2 separate regions of the Astyanax mexicanus genome follow, and region 2 is linked to region 1. The links are chromatin contacts, called in public Hi-C maps. All regions are on one chromosome and are shown on one strand. The core of a region is the stretch at or near the end of the contact, and the rest is flanking DNA. Distances in the headings are between cores, read along the strand shown. Region 1 has its middle 59 kb from the start of foxd3. Region 2 holds the start of foxd3 (forkhead box D3).

Region 1 (6,816 bases), core at 2,460-4,959:
CTCCAGAACAGCATATACCAATTTTGACTATTTTAGACTAGCGTGGAATTCACTCTGGTCTGAGGCTGTGTTTACACTACTTTAGAATACTTTATTTTAATACAATATATAGTATAATATAGTAAAATACAATAAAAAATACAATTACATTGTTTAACAATGAAGATTACTTCTTGAAGATGAACTGCTGATGCATTATTTACATTTAGTAGATGTTATGATCTTTATATGTGACTTGAAGTAGACTTGCTTCTTCCATTAGATCAAATTTAACCCAGCTTTTTTTACCTGAAACCTAACCCTGGCCCTAATCCATAACCTCAATCCAAAACCTAACCCTAAACTCAAACAAAACCAATTCTAACCCCAAATTAGGCCCCATAATCTCAATACAGTTCAGTCTCAAGATCCAGTTACAGACTGGCGTTTAAACAGCTTGTTTAACAGGGATGTTTAGATGATCTGTATTTCACCTTAGAGATGATCAAATCTAGACAATCCAAAGTAAAAAACAACTTTTTTTTAGTCTTCACTTTATTGATGATCTACTGACTGTTTAGACTGTTCAGTGCTGCTACACTATCAATATTTTATTGATAGATTATTAAGATTCTCAAGACTGCACACAGATTATGTGCAGGGAAAAACAAGTCACTGCTCTTTGTTTTATATTGGTACATTTATACATTTTTACCACAGCAGCACTTATTATAAGGGTTATCATAATGCAAATGTGTACGAACATTAGCACATAATATTTGATTTGATTTTAACCCTCCTGTTATGTTCATTGGTCAGGAACAGCAATGGTGTTCCAGGGTCATTTTGAACCGGTGCATGTTTAATTATACAAAAGATGTCTTAAACCAAAAAAATCCTTACAAGCAGTGTAAATATTTTTTCACTTACTCCAATACTAATTATTCTATCAATATTTAGTGCAATGGTGTTCCTTAACTCTAAGAGGTAATGGTTCAATTAGGATATTAAAAAAAAAAAATACATGTTCAAACTTTTTTTAATGTTTCACTACTTTATTACTTTTAAAAGACCAACATGGACCAATATGTTAATGAATAAATTAATACAATGATGATCAAGATGACAAAACAGATATTTTTACTTGTGTTCTTGGCCTTGACTCCTTAGTCTTCAAAGTCAGTCTCACTTCAAATGGTCTTGACCATGATAGTAATGGAAAGGTTAAAGAAATTGTATTGTAATCAGTTTTGTTAGGAAGAAACCCCATTTCACTCATTATCCAGATAACTGCAGTCCATCCAGTTCAGCGAGTCCCGTTCCGAGCAGAAAGGCTTCAAGACAGTCTTGAGATTATCAGCTCATAGGCATAACAAGAGCAGGAGTGAAGTTCCCAGAGGTGAGAACGGCCTTTCTTTCCTCCTCCTGACGCAGAAACATCCTCACCTTATTAGCTAGGTGAGAGCTAGAAGGGGCGTTAGGGAAAGTGGTGAAAGTCGCAGCTCCATGCCGGGGTCTCTTCACTGCTGGGGAGGTGGGTGAGCGTGCGAGCTGATCACAGGAAATCCCATGCCCCTTGACGCTGTTTGTGGTCCCGGAGTGTTAGTTCTCACCCCGCTCTGCTTTTGGTGCTGTGGACAACACCAGGGGAAGTTCTTTTAGCGCGTTCATAAAACACGCCAATTAGCATTGTCACAACAGCATTTAAAGTGGCGCTACTGAAAAGGCAGCCGGGCACTTCAAAGCCGTGCGGAACGCTTTGTACAAGTGTACACATTAGTTTCAGGTAACTGTGAATGATCTTCCAGGGAACAAGTTATGGTGTTGATTACCAGCGTGACAGGAACCATGATTAAAACAGGGAGATGGTAATGGCGTAGCATTCGCGCACCGGCTCTGTGTGCCTTTCTAAAGGGTGATGTATGACACCATTAGAATAACCTCACGGCCCTTAAAGACACTAATCTTCCTTGTCTTGTCCTTCACACATGCTTGTCTTGACATTTGGGAATTGTGGGACACGTGTGTGTGTGTGTGTGTATACAGTAGGCTACACTTGGGCTACACATGCTTGCGTGAGTGATTTTGCGTGAGAGAGAGATTTTACAGGATTTGATATGCATCCGTTATGATGATGTATATCATTATAAAGAGGTAAACTGAAAACATGACACAGATGGCAAAGAGAGTAATAATAAACAGCAGTGCCGATGCTCCGCCCACGTGGATCATGCACTGTGGGTAGGGGGCACCGGTAACACTCACTTAAGACAGTAATAAACATTATTAAATGGTTAGATAATATCGCAACTAATTATTATCGATCCTAGATAAGACATTATTAAACATTATTAAAATTTAATGCTTAAGAATGTTGTGAACAATAATGACCTGAGATATTAGTTGATAAAATCAAATGTAATGATTATTACACCTAACTAGTGTTAGTTGATAATTAGTTGAGACAATCTGCTGTAAGTACTGTTAAATAATGTACCCTTATTATAAAGTGTTACCAAATCATCATAATAATAATTACAATAAGAGTAATCATAATTTATGGCATATTTAAAATATTTTAAAAAATATGTAAAACATGTTAACAGATATAAGCAATACAAAAGTAACATAGTTGCATGAAAGAAAAGATGAATCTCCAGTGTGAAAGTTTGTCTAAAATTCAGAGTGTCTAACTAAACCGTGTTTTACGGTAGTCGCATGCACAGTGGAGCTGGGGGAGAAGCTGCTTGTGCTTCTCGTGCAGAGACAGAAAATGAAAACGGAAAAGAAATGAGTTTTACAGATCAATAAACAGAATTTAACCAGGTCTAACTAACAACTATATAATACCAAAAAGAACAACTGTCTATCTGTAGAACAGTGTTACATTTTGGAAATGCAGACATGCTTTCTCATATTAAAAAAATACACATGTTTTCAGGTTAAATTCAGTATATTTTTAAACATAAAATTTTATTAAAGAGGAAAATCAATGTGCTATCAAATGAAACTACAAATGTCTTAAAGCTGTTTCCATATATACTATATACCTTTTTTTTTTTACCTACTGATATTACTAAAGGGATTTGGAGTCACGGGAAGGCAAATTTAGAAAAAATGCCTATTTTGTTGTATACAGACCAGAATTTAGACTTCTATAAAAGAAGAAAATCAAATTTTATATCAAATGACTGCACTGAAATCTTGAATAACATCTATAACAGTATTCATCACGTATGTTTCAAGTAAAAATACTGTAATAGTTTTTTTAATAATGTTGAAAAATTGCCTATTCAGTTGTATATAGAACAGAATTTGGAGTCTTTTAAAACATAAAACTCAAAGGATTATCATATCACACCACTTAAATCATCATAGATATCTCTTTCTCATGTATTCAAGGCATATGTTTCAAATGATATTACTGCAGCATGATTTAGGATATGATACTCCGGCTCGGCTTTCCGGCTTGATCTTGTTTTTTCAGGGAGTCGGAATAACAGTGGCTGTAAACACACCGTATTACAGTCTTCCCAGCCGGGCCGCACTGGACAAATGTTTGTCGGAACACCTCTGTAAACACGTCCACCCCGCCAGGGTCAGCCAGAGGGTGGCTGACACTCAAGCTGTCACGCTGATACCGCAGTCATGTCAACGGAAGTGTAAGCGTATACCCAGTTTTCCTAACGAGTCAACTTTGTCTTGGGGCTCGGAGGCATTTGCAGACTCTGGACGCATGTCGGCCAATCCCGCGGCCCCCTGAAATACACGCTGTATTTTCAGCATGTTCCCCCTTGATTATTCTAGCCAAACGAATCTGAGAAGATTAGGTTCTGCTTGCTTAAGTGCAGAGGCCTGAGAAGGCGACTGAGTGGCAGCTCGGGGAAACGTGAAAGATGATGGTTTATGAGGAATGGGATAGCGTGGGGGTGCCAGGAGCGCTCTAATTTTGACCCCACCGGTACTTCAAGACAGCGGATCATGTCTCTTCACTCTATCTATCTGTCGCCGTGTCTGTCTGTCTGTCCTGCCCCTGCTGATTGGGACTGCGGTGGAGCGAGCAGAGATGAGAAAAACAGACGTGGTCTTTAAAGTCTTAAGTCTACTTCGTGCAATGAATAACATTTGTATGTGAGGTACTTAGTGCAGGGTGCCAAGGTCCAGGATTGCAGTGTTGTCTAAGCTGTGGGGCCTGACAACACTTGGCGGACTGTAAACACTGCTGGAAAGAGCCAGAACTTCTGCTTTAGCTGTCGTGGGAGCCCCTACTGGCAGCAGGTGGGCACTGCAAGGCATTATTCTCGCAAGGATTACTGCAGATTAGACCACTAATCATTTATTTCATTAATACTGAATATTCATTTCACCTGTTTACCTCACTAAACATACACCTGCACTTCACTCACTCACGAGCATTAGATTTGATGTTTTCGTCCATCTAAACAAAGCAATTATTTTCCGATATTACTGTTTGTCTGGGTTTTACTGTTTTTTGTATCTTTGACTATGATTTTGCTTTGCCCTCCAATACTGCCCTACCATGTTTTTGACATGGACTGTCTCACCATTCTTGGTGTATTTACCACCTTTTATTTTGGTCTTTTGGTACTGATCTTGCCTGTGGTTAACCCCTTATTAATAAAACCCTTTTATTGTTTCTGTGCTTGTCTTATTTTTGCACCTTGTTTAATATTAAAATTGTTGTAAGGTTGAGGGGGCTACTTGCTTGATTCTCAAAATTATAACTCCTTAATTGGTTTTATTATGCTTGCACAATTTTGACTTTCTTGAATAGCAATGAAAACGAAACAAGTTTGCATATTTGATAGCTCTAAATGGTGCTGTTTTTTTACTATTTTTATTTCCAATTATAAAAAAAAGTTAAAAACATAACAAATTGAAATTATAAGCAAGAATCTCTCATTTATTTGAACATTGAGATTGTATTTTTTGCAACACTGTCCTAAGTGCCATAAGTGCATGAATACACTTTTCTCCTGATGGATTTGTGACCCTGTCTCAGAAGCTATAACTCTTTGAAGGACATGAGTGAGACCAATATATTTCAGGCGTGAAAAGTAAATCGAGCATTATTACTCTGATATTAGTTGAGTCCTTTGACGGGTCCTTGACATTTTCTGAGCAACTGGTGGGTGTGTTGGCGGTTAAATATAAACAGCGAGTTTGTGGCATTGATTATTTGAGACAATCTTTGGAGTGGAGAAATAAGAGGCTGCCCAAAAGATAAATGATCTCCAGGTCGGTTTCATCTCAGCAAAGGCCAAAGCTCCCTTCTACCACCATTTGTGCTTCCAGTAGTATTAAAGTTTAAAAGTAAGTTGTACAAATGACCTGCTGGGGCTCCTAGCTCCCAAATGGCAAGTCTAAAAGGAACAACTCTGATATATCACAGCTTGGGGTTGGAGAGAAACTTGAGTTGCCGGGCTGTTACGCTAGATTTATTAGCTGCTGTATTTTTCTAGTGTCAACTGATGTTCCATGAGACTGAGCCACCGGGGTTTAGTGTGTCCTCTTTCCCACTGGCAGCCGATGGAAGAGTGTTTGGATGCCAGGCTATTCCTGTGAGAGTGTTAAACACAACAGATTAAGACGCTTCGCAAATCTCCCAAGCTAGCATTAGGCTACTTATCATATTAGTTTAGCCGTAGCGGTGCATCCGAGACCGTGACACCCCTACCCTCACACTTGTGGACCCTCCTTCAACTGTGGTTGGATCGGCGACACCCCTTGTAACTCCAGAGGCATCAAAGCGCACGAACGTTGAGGACTGCAGCGTCCTGAATTCTTGCACTAAACCCAGTTTTGGCACCCACATGGAGCGATGCCGGAAGAAAAGTAAATCTTTGCATGCAAGCTCACACACTTGTTCGGTAGCAGTAGTGTATGAGTGTGTGCGTGTGTGTGTGTGTGTGTGTGTGTGTGTGTGTGTGTGTGTGTGTATGTGTGTGGGGTTTACAGAAGGGGCTCAGAATCATTTCTTCTAGTAAGTGAACCAAACAGATCAGATGACTGATCTTTTAATGCCTATTCTTTATACAGCATCTATGAAGTCATATGAGCATGAAACATGACTGGGGTCAGCTTAGTGATTGGTTAACTGTTATGTGAGTACGCTCCTGGATGTTACTAAAGATACCAAAGTATCAATATCCACACATGTTTAGTCAGATATTCCGTATCCGCATGGCGCTCATACTTGTTGGATGACACTGGTCACTGAGCTTTGCACACTATATCTGGCTGCCAAAACCTCTTTGCCACATCAAACATTTATTGATTTACATTTTTGTTTATACTACTGTAATGTTCTTGTGAAGGGCTTCCATGTAAATGTGCTGCACTGTTAATGAGAAATGTCTACTATTGTTCTGAATCTTACAAGGTCAGATTTGGTTACATTGTTGCTGTCACACAAAAGCTTCTTAATATATTTTTGTAATTTTATTTTTTGATTTTGTTTGACATGACATTTGGGGGATAATGACATTGATGTAATGTTGATGACAGTATAACAGTTTCTCTGACTGTTTATAGGTATATGTTTGAGTAAACTACAGACAACAATTCTCCCCAATTCCAAAAGCAATATTGTCATTTAGAGCATTTATTTGCAGAAAATGTGAAATGACTGAAATAACAAAAAAGATGCAGAGCTTTCAGATCTCAAACAATGCAAAGAAAACAAGTACTTATTCATAAAGTTTTAAAAGTTCAGAAATTAATATTTGGTGGAATAACCCTGGATTTTAATCACAATTTTCATGCTTCTTGGTATGTTCTCCTTCGCCAGTCTTACCCACTGCTTTTGGATAACTT
Region 2 (6,816 bases), core at 3,070-5,569, 59 kb before region 1:
ATAAACTGAAAACCATTTAGAATCTTGTGGTTGCCCAAGTCAGCTTCATCAACTGGCCTAAAAATATATTTTCTCCTTTATTAAACCGAATTTGTAATTCAGAATAAATAAGCCTGATTGATATTAGTAATGTCAACAGATGCGTGATAATAATACAGATGCAGGCAGACACTTCTTCTGCAGGTTCACAGAGCATCAGTATTCCGGATCGGAGCCCTAGAATGTTTCTCTTGTCTAAATTGCTCTGTAGTGCGGATGGCCGTGTGTGAAAGCGCCACCTAGTGTAGGATTAAACATGTAAGTCTTAAATGGGGCTGTGGAGAATTGTTAGTATTAGATAATAGAGTGATAGGAATGAACACTGGGACTAGGGGTTGTCGTCATGTATTTAAACTAAATAATATTGAGTAGTGTATGCGCATAGTACCAATGCATTGATGCATGTGATATTTCCCTTAAATATTGGTGTTCAAATACCTGCGGAAACTGACGGTCAGATTTGGGGTTTACACGGAAAGAGCATTATTTTCTTTATATCATATTTTTTTCTTATTGTTTTTCCGTTTGTTCGCTCTCTGATTTGTTTAGTTGATTTGCTTATGAATTTGTCTGTTTTTTTTTTGTTTGTTTGTTTATTTGTTCGTTCTTTTGTTGCAGCTCATGAAAACGACAACGATTTAAAAAAATGAAATTCATTAAATGTTCATTAAAAGCAGGTCTACTTCAGAAGACCCTTTATTATGGCTCGTGTGATCGCCCCTCTTATGTTCGTGAATTCTGCCTCGTGTTCCACCTTTCAATATTCCAACAATTCCATTTCCCATGTATTTAATTTTCTCATCCCGTCATATATTTTCTATACTGTGAGGCAGCAGTTCGCTGACCGCTGAACACACATACCAGGCAGTGAAACGTGTGTGTTCAGTCTGAGCAGACAGCTGTGCTTCTCCAGTGGAAAGTGAGTTTAGGAAGGCGAGGCCTTTCTCTTTTCCCATGGGGATCAGTGAAATAGTTAAATATAGCCCTCTAACCCTGTAACCCTAAAGCATGTGTTGTTTGTGTAGAGCTCATCAGATACACACAAGTGTTGGTGAGACGGATTCACTTTCAAAAGAGTTAAAGCGCCTCAAACTGACTCCGTCTGAGCTGGAAAAAGCGTTCAAGAATAAGACAAGAAGATGCTGTTTAGCGAGAATTTAGACCGTGTAATAATATTTCAATTACAGTGCACTGTTTTAGTTAATTTTTAAAATGAAGAAAAATAAAACAGGAGCACATACTGCACAGTCAGTGAGACTCGCGCAAACGAATAGGAACTATTAATAATTAATATATTTAAATAAAGATCAGTGGCAGTTTATGTGTTAATAGTGACAGAGTAAAGGCGGCAAAGATTGTTATTTAAAGCCAATGACAGTTTACTCTTAACCTAATACGAATAACAGCCAAAGTAATAATACTACTACTAATAATACTACTACTACTACTACTAATAATAATAATAATAATAATAATAATAATAATAATAATAATAATAATAATAATAATAACGTGTTTATATTTATTTACACAACTACAGCTATGTTGCAATTTTACCAACATGTGATATATATATATATATATATATATATTTAAAGTACTATTTTAAAATACAAATAAAGTACTGTTTGGGCTTTATACAGTTAAATTAAATGAAATGCAAATAAAATAAAATAAAATAAATCATAAATTAAAATGTATATAACAAATTTTAGATGTTATCAATATCTGTTTTTTTTTTGTAAAATATTTTAATGTATGCTTTGTGGAAGCTGCGAGCGCGGGTTCTTTCGTTTAATCCTTTTCAAAAAAGACACCTAATCAATAACTAAATTAACAATTAATTACAAATAATTCAAGAGCAATTTTCATCCCACCTTCAACGAGAACCTCTGATATCCTTTTCAGGGATCATTAATTTAGGAATAGATGTTGTCTGAGAGTTCAGCTCTTTTTAAAAAATATTTATTAACAAACGTATTCAATTTACAACACAATATAGCTACATAGAATACATATATATGAATCTGATATAAACAGACTACTTGTCCAGTTGTGGAACAAGAACATTTGATATTTTATAATACAAACAAAATAAAAAACGACAAGAATAAATCCAGTAACAGAATCACCTAAAGAGAGAGAGAAACACACACACACCTACACACCCTTCTTGCGTGTATATATGTGCGTGTGTGTATTTCTTTTGTTTTCATTATATATAAAAGGCAAAATATATAGTGGAAAACAAATCTCTCAATAATGATGTAAATATTTTCCATCACATATATATAATATATGTGAACATCTGTATCCCATGTTACATCCATATACAGAATGGAAAACAATGGAGAGGAAAAGTGGACTGTTTCAACAGCAGGTGAACGAACACAATAAAACAGTAATGAAACATAAAGACAAAATAATTGTGGAGCACGTATATGTTTCATTTCTTTTATACAAATATGTACAGGTGTTACCTGTGCTAGGCTCATCCTCCCTCCACTCATGTGCACATGTGTTTTGTCTGTTTTCTCTGTACATGGCTACAGTGCGGCGGCCGCTCCAGTGCTACAGTCTCTTCATCCCTCCTTTAAATATTACAGTAAAAAAATTAGTTTTTTGTTTTTGTGAGTCTTTTTTTTTTCACTGCGAAGCCCATTTTGAGGGCAACGCCGTGCTGGTCGCGGTCAGAAACTGTCCTGGGAGAAGAGTCGTGTGCGCGCCGAGCACGGGCGACGTCCGCGCAAGAGACAGCGAGGGCGCGCCGAGCACCTGAGACCGGAAGAACGCCGGTGCGCCCGTCCCGCTGCTGCTGTTGTTAGTGCTGGTGTTGTTGCCGGCGATAATGTTCTCGATGGTGAAGGAGGGTCGCGGGCACGAGGGCTCGCGCTTGATGGAAGAAGGCGTAATGGGCGCTGTGGTCGTGGCCGCCACTGGTCCTCCACCGGTGCCGGTAAGGCCCCCCAGCTGCAGATGAAGGCCTGGCGCGAGCTGCGCCAGTTGCGCGCCGAAAGCCTTCCTGCTTAGTTCGGCCGCGGAGGGTAACAGTGGCACGGCGGGTGGCAGCACGTGTCCAACGGCGGGCGACACGTAAGGGTACTGAAGGGCAGCTGCGTGCGCGTGCGCCTGCGCGTGCGCGTATGCCACCGCCGCCGCCGGGTGCACGCCACCGTAAGGGCGTGCGTATGGGCCGTACGCGGCACCGAAGCCGTGCATCACCAGCGCCGCCTGGTCTCGCAGGATGTCGGGCTGTCGCTTGAAGCGCTTGCGGCGGCGCAGGAAGCTGCCGTTGTCGAACATGTCCTCGGACTGGGGGTCCAGGGTCCAGTAGTTGCCCTTGCCCGGGTTGCCCGGTTCGCGTGGGATCTTGACGAAGCAGTCATTGAGCGACAGGTTGTGTCGGATGGAGTTCTGCCACGCGGGAAACTTCTCCCGGTAATAGGGGAAGCGGTTGCTGATGAACTCGCAGATGCCGCTTAGAGTCAGCTTCTTCTGGGGGCTCTGGAGAATGGCCATGGTGATGAGCGCGATGTAGGAGTAGGGGGGCTTCACCAGCGCGTTCTTGGGCTTGGAGGAGGCCGTCGGGGCGCACGAGTCACCGGCGCTGCCTCCTCCCGCTCCTCCTCCGCTCTCCTCCTCGCCGTCGCCTTTACAGTCGGCGCCGTTCCTGCGCTCCTTCACGTCCGCGTCTTCCTCTCCCACCACGTCCTCCATCTCGTCGTCGTCGTCGAGGAGCACGCCGCGCGCCACCCGCGCGCCCTCGCAGTCGCTGTCATCGCGCTCCAGCCCGCTGCCGAGGCCGATGCTGTCGTCGCAGTCGCAGTCGTCGCCCTCCCCGACCACGTCGATGTCCACGTCGTCAGGTGCGAGCGTCGTGTGCCCGGACATGTCACCGCCGCCTGCGCCGGACAGGGTCATCGCAGCTTCTTCGCCCGAGGATCCGCGAGACACACACGCAGAGACAGAGGCTCTGTGGATGATGAAGAGTGTGTCTGGATGCGCGTGTGCGCGTTAGCGCGCCCTGTTTCGGGTGGCACCAACGGAGCGCTGCTGAGTGAGTGCAGGTAACAGACTGCAGCTTCAGACCGACAGACAGAGAGAAAAGTTTTCTGTGCGCGCTCTCGGCGGCTTTCTCTCTCCCTCCCGGTTTTCTTCGCGAGCGTTTTTGCCACGTGCTTTTCCAAAACAAGCGCGTGAGCGTGTGAGTGTGTGCGTGTTTTAAAAGCAGCCTGTCTCTCTCGCTGTGCTGATAGATTACACTTTGCCTACTTTTCAACTTAAAGATATACCGGCGGCTTGGTCACGTGACCAAGCCCCCCCCCTCCACGACCACCACACGCCCCGTGACGTCAGACGCCCCGCCGTCCGGTTTTAGAGCAAAGCAAAGCTTGAAGTTTGTTGAGGCAGAGGTTTTTCACTGCTTTTTTTGTCTGCAAACGGGACAACGGTGGTCGCAATCGGTCCGTCAGTGAGAGAAAGAGAGAGCACAGAGGGTGAAAGGTAGCTAGATATTATTAATATCTAATATCTGATAGTGTTACGTGAAAAAAAAACTTTGAATCAGAACAGTGTCGAAAAGCTGCTCTTCTGCTGCTGAATCAAAGCGCCTCCAGCTCATTCCACTCTGACCACATTAAAACACACTCAAGTTCAATGTAAGTACGTGCTTTTTACGTCTTTTGTGCGCCTAATAAAGCAAGATTTGGCCGCAGCAGGTGGTGAAGGTGTTGTGTGTGTGTGTGTGTGTGTGTATGTATGAGTGTGTGTATGTGTATCTGTGGGCGGTGGGGGAGCGCGGAGGTGAAGCTATAGTGAACGGGTCTGAGCGCAGAGGTGATAACGACCTCCATCACTACGCGCGTTTGCATGTGAAACAGTCGGAAATGAGCGAGCTGGAGGGGGGAAACACACTCACACACACACACACACACCGTGCATTGCGCAGCGGATCAGCAGAGTAACAGTAGTAAATAAATCCTGCTGAAGAAAACGAAACAATAACAGCTCTATTTTATTCGTATTGTTATTCGCACTGCGCACTGTGAGAAAGAGTTGGATCTCCGAGCTGGAGGTAATGCACCGGTTCAGAGACACAGTGAAGCCGCGCGCGCCTCCTTATTAATATGTCAGTATAATATGTTCAGGGCTGGTTCTGAGGAACTATAGTGGGAGTTAAAGAGCAATGTCCGGTTTGACTGGAACAGTCATTTATTTAACAGTGTATCTCCTTATTGATCGGCGTAGAGAGTCTCCACCCCACAGCCACAAAAATATCTTTAATTAGACAGCTGCGATTATTCCAGCAGAGCGGAGAAGAGTGTGCGCGTGTGCGCAGCAATGAGCGAGTGCAAGCGCGAATGTTTCTAAAATTTAGCGTTTGGATTTGTTTGAAATTAAAGTAGATTTAAAGTACTGAATTATTATATTATATTTCAGTTTAAATAAATAGATTTATGAATAGATCCATTCAGATATTTTGGTACTTAAATATCTAGACATGACAACAACCACACAATAATGTAATTATTATTATTATTATTATTATTATTATTATTATTATTATTATTATTATTATTATTATTATTATTATTACTGTAATTTATATTACTGTTATTACTGTTATTTTTATTACTATCGTTAATAGTAGTGTTGTCATAAATGTATTATTAAAATAAAACTCTAATTGCAATTATTATTGTGCCAATATATAGTAACACTATTCTATAATATAAGCAGAATTGTATAGACATATAATATAAATATATAATAAACACATTATTATTTTTCGCATGATAAAATTGTTATTATTTTAATCAACCTTACAAGCTCTTTATTTTTCATCTTCCTATTATTTTCCTATTGTTATCAAAATAATAAGTATTCCTTTTATTATTGTTTTTCTTCTTATTATATTGTATGTTTAAGTATTTTCTAATCGATTTAATTTTACTATTTTGATGTGCTGTGATTTTAAATTTGTTAAATCTGTGTTACACTTAATGTTTGTTAATGTAATGATTATAAATTCTGTATTTTAGATGTGAGTTCATGCGGAGTGTTTTTATCCAGTCTATGTTTTGAGTGTAGTGTTGTTTAAACTGTTTTTATTGTATGAACTGATAATAAACATCTAAAAGTCTTTAATGCTGAACCTAAATAACACAGCGTGGCTTTTGCTCTTAAGTTGAGTTGGTGTTTGTAAAGGTGTTGAAGGGAGCAGGGCCGTGTGTGTGTCCCAGTGACCCGTTGGATTTAACGTCTATCAATACGGGGCCACTTAGCAGATGAGAGCACCCCCGCCCCCCCACACGCACTTGCACCTTTGGCTTTAAGATCCAACATTGGTGCTCAGTTTACCATGGAGTTAAGCCTGCTTACACTCACTCTCAATTTACTCTGGGGTTTAGTTTTTTGTTGTTGAGAACAATTTGCAATGTCAAAATTGACATTTAATTAATTGTTATATACATTGCATATATTTACACGTAATTCAGGTTTAATCGTACCACCACAAAGCTCATAAAACACTTTAAAATGTATTCGCATTTCTCCTAAAAGCTGCGTTTACGGGAATAAAACGCTATAAAATGTATTATGGGAAATAAAAGCACCTTTACCATTCAGGGCCTGTAACATGATGGTCCACATTGTCCCATCTGACCTTAAGCCAATGTACTTTCAGTTTCTTGCGTGTAGTAGGCTAATCGTGATGAATCACGATAGGTGTAGAATATTCTGTTAATTCAGATTTTTTATACATTTTACACATTTTCA

The links. Hi-C and Micro-C count contacts between places; a contact is called where the count stands out from the background.
Region 2: a Hi-C map of muscle shows a contact between it and region 1, with 13 times the contacts expected there. The contact joins the promoter of foxd3 here to the enhancer-like site in region 1. A contact is called at or near these places in 2 of 3 Hi-C or Micro-C datasets (both in muscle).

What each region holds. Positions count from the first base shown.
Region 1 is chr5:23,655,139-23,661,954 of AstMex3_surface, reverse strand. No RefSeq gene overlaps it. Among protein-coding and RNA genes, the nearest start is that of foxd3, 59 kb to the left of the region's middle. Within about 2 kb of position 3,709, the one cell type or tissue checked has an H3K27ac peak away from gene starts, as active enhancers do.
Region 2 is chr5:23,714,797-23,721,612 of AstMex3_surface, reverse strand. foxd3 (forkhead box D3) reads right to left here and starts at 4,319. Exons shown (of 1, transcript XM_007248205.4): 1 at 1,989-4,319. The coding sequence starts at 3,960. The coding sequence ends at 2,686.